Linked DNA regions of Mus musculus: region 2 is linked to region 1. Evidence: chromatin contacts called from public HiChIP or PLAC-seq data. All regions are on one chromosome and are shown on one strand. The core of a region is the stretch at or near the end of the contact, and the rest is flanking DNA. Distances in the headings are between cores, read along the strand shown.

Evidence for each region. HiChIP or PLAC-seq counts read pairs in DNA pulled down with a chosen protein or histone mark.
Region 2: an H3K27ac HiChIP or PLAC-seq map of embryonic fibroblasts shows a contact between it and region 1, with 5 times the contacts expected there. The contact joins two enhancer-like sites. A contact is called at or near these places in 1 of 484 Hi-C or Micro-C datasets (adipose-derived mesenchymal stem cells) and 2 of 115 datasets of contacts at active chromatin or transcription factors (embryonic fibroblasts and fibro-adipogenic progenitors).

The regions. Positions count from the first base shown.
Region 1 is chr6:147,198,149-147,201,895 of GRCm38.p6, forward strand. The region is part of intron 2 of E330012B07Rik (RIKEN cDNA E330012B07 gene); the gene reads left to right. Among named protein-coding and RNA genes, the nearest start is that of E330012B07Rik, 20 kb to the left of the region's middle. Within about 2 kb of position 1,988, at least 23 of the 459 cell types and tissues checked have an H3K27ac peak or open chromatin away from gene starts, as enhancers often do. A contact at or near this core is called in embryonic fibroblasts, where this site is marked.
Region 2 is chr6:147,979,108-147,982,854 of GRCm38.p6, forward strand. No RefSeq gene overlaps it. Among named protein-coding and RNA genes, the nearest start is that of Far2, 66 kb to the right of the region's middle. Within about 2 kb of position 1,579, at least 16 of the 459 cell types and tissues checked have an H3K27ac peak or open chromatin away from gene starts, as enhancers often do. A contact at or near this core is called in embryonic fibroblasts, where this site is marked.

The DNA.
Region 1 (3,747 bases), core at 738-3,237:
TAGTTGATTCAACCATTAAAACATGTCTTGGGTACCCATCATGTATAAGACTATTTTTTTATTAGATTTTTTTTTTAATTTACATTTCAAATGTTATCCCCTTTCCTAGTTTCCCATCCAAAAATCCCCTATCTTTTCCCCCCTCCCTGTTTCCCCCATCCACTCCTGCTTCCTGGCCCAGTCATTCCCCTATATTGAGGCATAGAACCTTCACAGGACCAAGAGCCTCTCCTCCCATTGATGACCAACTAAGCTATCCTCTGCTACATATGCAGCTAGAGCCACAAATCCCTCCATGTGTTTTCTTTGATTGGTGGTTTAGCCCCAGGGAGCTCTGGGGTTACTGGTTAGTTCATATTGTTGGTATAACAGCCTTAGGCACTGTTCCTTGTGAGACATGAATAAATATCTACTCACCCCAGATAGGGAGCCAAAGACAGACCAAAACGTGAATACCACCAAAGTCCTAGTTGGTGAACCAAAGACTTTTACCATTGTTACTTATCAGAATATGGGTGCAGGGTTACTTACAGTAGCAGAAATGACTCAAAGACAGCCGAAGCTCTGAAAGCCCACCCCAGCATGAGTGGCAGTTCATGAAAGCTGGAAACACAGAACACATTGCAGTCAGATCAAGATGTCAGATCCCAGTGCATAGCCTCTCAGGCAGCCTGGCTAGTTGCTACTTTTCTTAGGCTGCTGGATCTGAGCTGCTCCTGAACGGTTCAGCTTGCCTGAGGTTGACATTCAGCCTTTACTGCTTATATATTCTAGGGGAAGGAGGTGGTGTGGGGGGGGTCTAGTAAATCTGATCAGTTTCAGGTACTTCCTGAAGCTATTTTGAGTTGTTCCCTTTGTTTCTTAAGGAGCTTCCTTGTTGGAGGGAGCCTTCACCTGCCCTGAGAACATATTGTTTCACCTCCTGAGTCTTGAAAAGAAGTTTCCTTCAAGATGTAAGGATTTAATTTAACTTTGGACTAAATTGCTACAAATCTGCACTTAGTAACTAGAGCTTGTTTCTTTAGTATTACCGCCTCAGATCTCCATACTCACAGTGTGGTATTTGCCCTTCAGCCTTCCCCATCCTGGTTTGAGATGGCTTGGGGGAAACTCATGCCCTCTAGTTCCCACTGTCTCCAATTAAACGCTCTGGCAGGAGGCTAGAGAGAAGTGAATGAGTGTGGGCCATTTTCCTAGCTTGGAACTATAGCTACTGTTAGACCAGAGTTCCTCAGTCTTCCTTTGGTGTTTCCTTCAAGCTGAAGGGTGTGACTGGTACCACTGGTTACAGCCTGGAGGCACCCCACCATCCTTGAAGCTGTACCTGCCCTGCTGTCTTGCTAAAAGTCTCTTAATTATGGCATCTTCCAATTGCCCCATCTCCTCCCAAATGCCTGACTCACTGTTAGCTCATACTGAACACATGCCAGGAGTGGCCATTAAGACATTAACACATCCTGCTTGATTTGATGATTTCTTAAACCTACATTAACCTTGACAAACAGAAACTGTAGTTTGGAAGGACTTGTAATTTCCCCCAGGCTATACAGGGAGTAAAGGACAGGATCAGATCCTGTGCACTGCAAACCCTTTTAAGTGATTCATGGCTCTTCTATCCCTTTCTGTGGGTCACACACACCTAGAGGAAGGCTCTGTTTCTTTTCAGACATCAGCATCAGTAGCTCTTCCTGTTGATGCCTCAGAGATATGGAAGCAAGACCATACATCTATCTACCTTTGTTAGTTACCAGAAGCCCTGGGTATGTCAGCCCTGGGATGTTCTTAGAGCCAAGATCCCAGTCCTTAGGATGAGCTTCATTACTGGGGAGGTTGGTTGACATAAGGGCTTCTCTCTCTCCAGCTTCACCTTCCTTCCACATCAGCAAAGTCAGCAGCAGAAATGATGTGTGGTGACTGCAAGGGCGAGTGCAGATGTGAGATTGGCACACAACAGTCTGCATTTCATGTGGCTTGGGTGACGTGGGTTTCAGTGTGGAGGTGCTGTTTATGTCTGTCATGCTCCTGGGCATAGCGGCCAAGGGTGGTCGTGCCACAGCCATGACATCACCGCCTTCCCTCTCAGAGAACCTCCAGGGTGCTCTTTGCATATTTGTGTAATGATTTTTTTTTCTATGCTTGCTACTGGAGTTTTTAAGGTCAAAGCCTGGGCCCCGGCACCTTAAGCTAGACTTGGCAAACTCGTCCTCAACAGGCCAGTTAAAGAGACAAATAACAGTGAAAAGCAGAGAAAGGAGATTTGTCCAATGTGGCCACACTGGTAAGAGGAACAAAGGGCCCAGTAGTCACCTCCCTTCCCTACACTCATACAAATTAATCTTAAATTTCCCAGCAATGAGCAGATTAAAGAGTTTGTTGTGAACATTTAGCAAAAGTATATTTAAAAAAATTTACTTACTTTGTAAATGTAAGTCATTAGTTACCATTCTTTATTGACAAGATTTGACACTCCGACATTTTTTTCTGTCACATACAGGGTGAGCTTACCTGGTGTTACTGTTATTGCTGGTTGCTGTTGAGTCTTCTGTGACTCCTATTATGGGAGAGAAATGTAACAAAGATATCTGACAAACATATATACCTACCATTTTATAATTATCACAACTTTAATAAAAATGACACATACATAACTTGCATAGTTAAAAATACTTCTAGAAAAAATATAGTAACAATCTAATAATTTTTATGTATATTCCTTAGAGATATTTTATCTGACACAAAGCATTTTTCATGTCTTTTCAATATCTTTGACTGTTTAATTATCAGTTCTTGCTAGAATGTTTTTTTGGGGGGAAATTTATCAAAATCTATGTGGTTGATATAAAATTTTGTAATGTAACAAAACTTTCATGACTCAATGTGTTCTCTTTTTGAAAGGTCTAGGATGTAGGATCAAGGAGACTACTGAGACAGATTATCAGAGGTGAAAACTTATTAGAAACATTATTAGTGCCACGGGAAGACAGACGAGACAGAAAACAGCATGCAGGGACTCAGAAGGAGAGTTAGGGCTGAAGAGGCAGCAGTGTGTGTGTGTGTGTCCTCTCTCCTTAAGTTCTCTGAGGAGGGGCTCACAGTACATGTCTGTAACTAAGCTCTTCATTCCTGGGCAGGAGGCAGAGAACAAAGTGGGAACAAGGTAGAGAGCCTCCAGCACTCCCTTTGGTCGTCCAGTGCCAAGCAGTCAGCTCTGAAAACATACGTACAAGGAACATTCTACGGACTCAACGGGTTATATTTGGGAATATATAGAGAGTACATATATGCATTCAATAACAATTGAGAGGAAGAGGTCATGAATTTGAAGGAGAGTAGGATAAGGGTGTATGGGAGAGTTGGGAGGGAGAAAAGAGAAGGGAGAAATGTAATTAAAATACAATCTCAAAAGTAAACAAAGCAGAAACATCTGATAGTTAAAATATTATATAGTAGTTATAAATACCAGACTGATGTAACAAATCTTACGTGTGTCTAATAACATTCTCGAAGGCTATTCTAATGTGGCCAGAGGTACTGAAAAGAAAATATTTTCCTCTCATTTGTGAAGGCCAATGAGGTCCCAGGGGACTGTGGCCATATCTAGAAATGTTCTGCATCTGTGGAAAATCACTTTTTCTCTTGTTCACGGAGGCCACAGAGAGCACCCTCTGACTTCTGACCAGTCTACACAGACACTGGTAAGGAAAGGTTTGCTTAGTGTGTCTAGGGAAAGACACTGCTAGGCCAAGC
Region 2 (3,747 bases), core at 329-2,828, 780 kb after region 1:
TCATGTGTGGAGACATGGCTTAGTAGTTAAGAGACTGTATTGATCTTGCAAAGACCCAGGTTGGGTTCCCAGCACCCACATCAGGCAGTTCTGAAGTTTGAGTTGTTTGAGCCCAGAGCACATCCTAAAAGATTCCACCTCTGTATCAGGAGAGCCTTACAAGCAGGTTGGCTGTCTCCATGAGGGACTCTGATCTTGAGCAACACCTAGTAAGAGAGCCTTGAGAGAATGCCAGCATCCCTCCCCTCACCCCTCCTTGCTCCACTTAAACAATAAACCTCCGCTTAGAAAACTAGAAATGTAAGGTTCTATTCATCTGATTCCTACTCTCTAGCAGCTTCAAAATAACTATGAAATGAAACAAAGTGAAAGCTGAGACATTTCTCTTAACACCTGGAAACCCACTCATAAGATAGAAAATGAACCACCAAATACAAACTAAGAATAAGCCAACATGTAAATGAAATGCAAATGCATATCTATGATGTGGATGCAAAACACTAACCAAATCAGCACGTGAATTATTATATCTGAAGATACTGGGAGCCAGACAGCTTTATGCCTCATTTTCGGGATTCTTATAATCATCTGAAATATTTCCCAAGTTTCTACTTCAGAGCTGTCACAAACTTAGTAATTTCTGTGTTTTTTAGATTATTCAACATTATTAACATTTATCACACAATAAGACATTTCAAGAGGCATAGAATTACTCACTTCCAAGAACAGTGGTACACACCCTTAATCCCACCACTCAAGAGGCAGAGGCAGATAGGTCTTTGAGAGTTTGAGGCTAGCCCAGTCTATAGAGCAAGTTCCAGGACAGCCAGGAACTTAGTGTGGTCTTGCTTTAGAAAAAATAAAAATAATTAAACATACCAAAAGTGAATGGTTTGTTTTCTGTCCACTATGGGCTTGACCATCTTATTCAAGGCTACCCAAGAACACTGTGATGAGAGTGTTTTCAACATGAGTCTCACAGAAATATGAGCTTTGGTGGGTCTGGTGGGTCTCTCCTGGTTCACAGACCTCCATACTGAAATTTTAGGCTGCCAATAAAGTGCGGATGAAAGGCACACAAAGCCCCAGAAGGTTCAAACCAGGGACTTCTGAAGAACCCTGGCCCAGAGCATCCTTGTGGCACTGGATAGATGATAGTGTAAGGACAGGAAGATTTGCTGTTCTTGGGAAAGATGGGGAAATGGAACTGCTCTTTAGTGCAGACACATAAGTAATACATGCTTTCATGACATAGGAATGCAGCTAGCTGTGACTAATGTCTTGTGGTTCTTTCTACTATAATAAAATATAATAATGTCTATGGAGTTTGCCTACAAAATTATTTCAGGCTATTTCAGAAGCAAAGACTTGGACAATATACTGATACCTTGACAGAAGAGATCTCATTCTCTAGATCAGCAACCCGGTCTCCAGCAAGCAAGGAGTCAGGGTTCCACAGGTGTAATTAGACAGCTTCACAGATCTGAGTAGAACCTCAGCCGAAGCAAAGGCGTCACAGCTTCAAGACTTGTCCTATCTGTGGGATAGATTTTGGGATAAGATTCAGTGGAAAATGTTGTGACTGGAGGTTCTAATTGCTGGGGTGGCAGTGATTTCTGGAAGGCTTCTAGAACATCTCTCCCTTACTCTCTTTTTCCAGGTTTCTACTCCCAAGCTGTACACAGTCTCAGGAACACCTGAAGTGTCAGAGGGTGAAAATTAGGAGCCCCACACCTCTGAGGTTATGTCTGGCATCCCCTTAGTACAACAATATTTTTAGACTTTGGTTGAAAATTTCACAATGATTTCATTCCCAGTCTGGAGTTGTTTCTGCTTATGAGATCATGGGTTTCCTAGGTCTGTAAGTAAGAAAGTACTGGGTCAGAATCAATACAGAAAGAGACTGCATGTTCTTGACATAAAGTGTGGGGAACCTAAAACTTGAATTTTTCAGGATTAATGGACTGCTTGTAGGGAAGAAAACTGGGCTGTGGTGCCTCTCACCTGAAATAGAAGCATAATTCCAGATTAGGCTACATAGTGAGTCCCAGGCCAGCCTAGGCTGCAGAGAGAAATCTCAATTCAAAACTAAACAAACAAATGGAAATCACCATTTATATTCATTTTAACAATTCTATCTTGTTCTAGAGGCATTTATTCATAATGACTTTATCAGGGTGGCTTCTCTGTGTTAGTACCCAGTTGTAACCTCCTCCTCCATCATCATCATCATCAGCAGCAGCATCATCATCATTATCATCTTGCCTGGTGTTACCCACAGCCACTGAAAAACCTTTTTCTTTGGTCAGTAGTCTCTTTGCTGTCAACAGATCGATTTATCCATGTGTTATGGCTCTGTTTTGAGTTAATTTCCAGAGACAAGCAGCAAATAACTGTGAATATCCTTGCCTGGAGCAAATGACTTATCAGGAAAAAAATATGACATATGTTTAACATTATGTAGAAGCAGCACAGTTTTATTAAGTCGTCCACTCTCTGAGCAAAGGATGAAGAACCTGGCTCAGCTGGTGGGTATCACTGGATGGAACGGTTGCTACAACAGAGGGGCAAACACCAGCAATCACAAGTAACGGAGGTAAGCCACTGAGGTCACACAATCGAAAACATCACTGACGAAAATCGCTGGACACCAGACTTTCCTGTGTGTTAAATGCTCAGAATTCTTGTTTCCTATCTATTCTAGTGAATATTATTTTTCTTCATTTTTTTTCTTTTCAGTCAGGTTTCTAGAATGTAATCACAACTCAGATACTTGTCAAATCTGAGCTCTCCTTTGAAAAAACAGACAGTTGCTGGTATTGGGATTGGAAGATTTTCAGGTCGTTCAGTGTATGACTTTCTATCATTCAATTGCTCTAGAAGTCAGTTTTGTTACAAATAGAATTTAAAACTCAACAAATGTAAAAAAAAAAATGTGAGCACCTATAACGTTGAAGCTCCATGATAGATACTGTGGAGATGGTCATTCTCTAAGATAAAAGACGTGATGGCTTACTGAAGATATGACTCAACATTTGGTTTTTCAAGCCGCTTGTGATAGGAATTCAAAGACAGTCTACTGAAATATTTTGAGATAAAGAGCATTTGAAGTGTCCCTGGACAGGAGACAGGATGTCAGTGGGAAAGGAGATTGTCCTGAATTGGGAGGCATGAAGAAGAAGGGGAAAGGGAGGGGGGAGGGGGGAGAGAGGAGGGGGAGGGGGAGAAGAAGAACAAACTATGCCAAGAAAAGCCACTTGTTTTCACCAGGAGAGATGAATAGGACATGCACTCATATATGTCTACCATATTGAAAAGGGCAGCAAAGAATCCAACTCAACCAGTGGCCACCATAGAGATAGGAAGTGTACCATGATGGCCAATTATAAATAAGGATGAGCTCAGAACAAAACTATGATGGGATCAGATCTGACTTTCATTTCCACATTCAACTCCTTCCATTGTCTTAATGTATCATTCACGTTAAAAAGTCCTCTCACAAGAAATTGTAAAAATCCTGATTGCTACCTTCAACTGTTACTTCTGAGAAGTTTTGCAGTTTTAAACTATAAATAATGGCCAACTATTTAAGCAGAAATCAATAGTGATAAGATAGTCTTCTGAGGTTTCTAAACCCAGTTATGACATGCACAGTTAAAGCTGAAACAATGCTTTGTACCTTAAAGTTCCAAGTACTTAACTTTCTCCTACAGTTATGTAAACACTGCTGATAATATTTGCAACTGT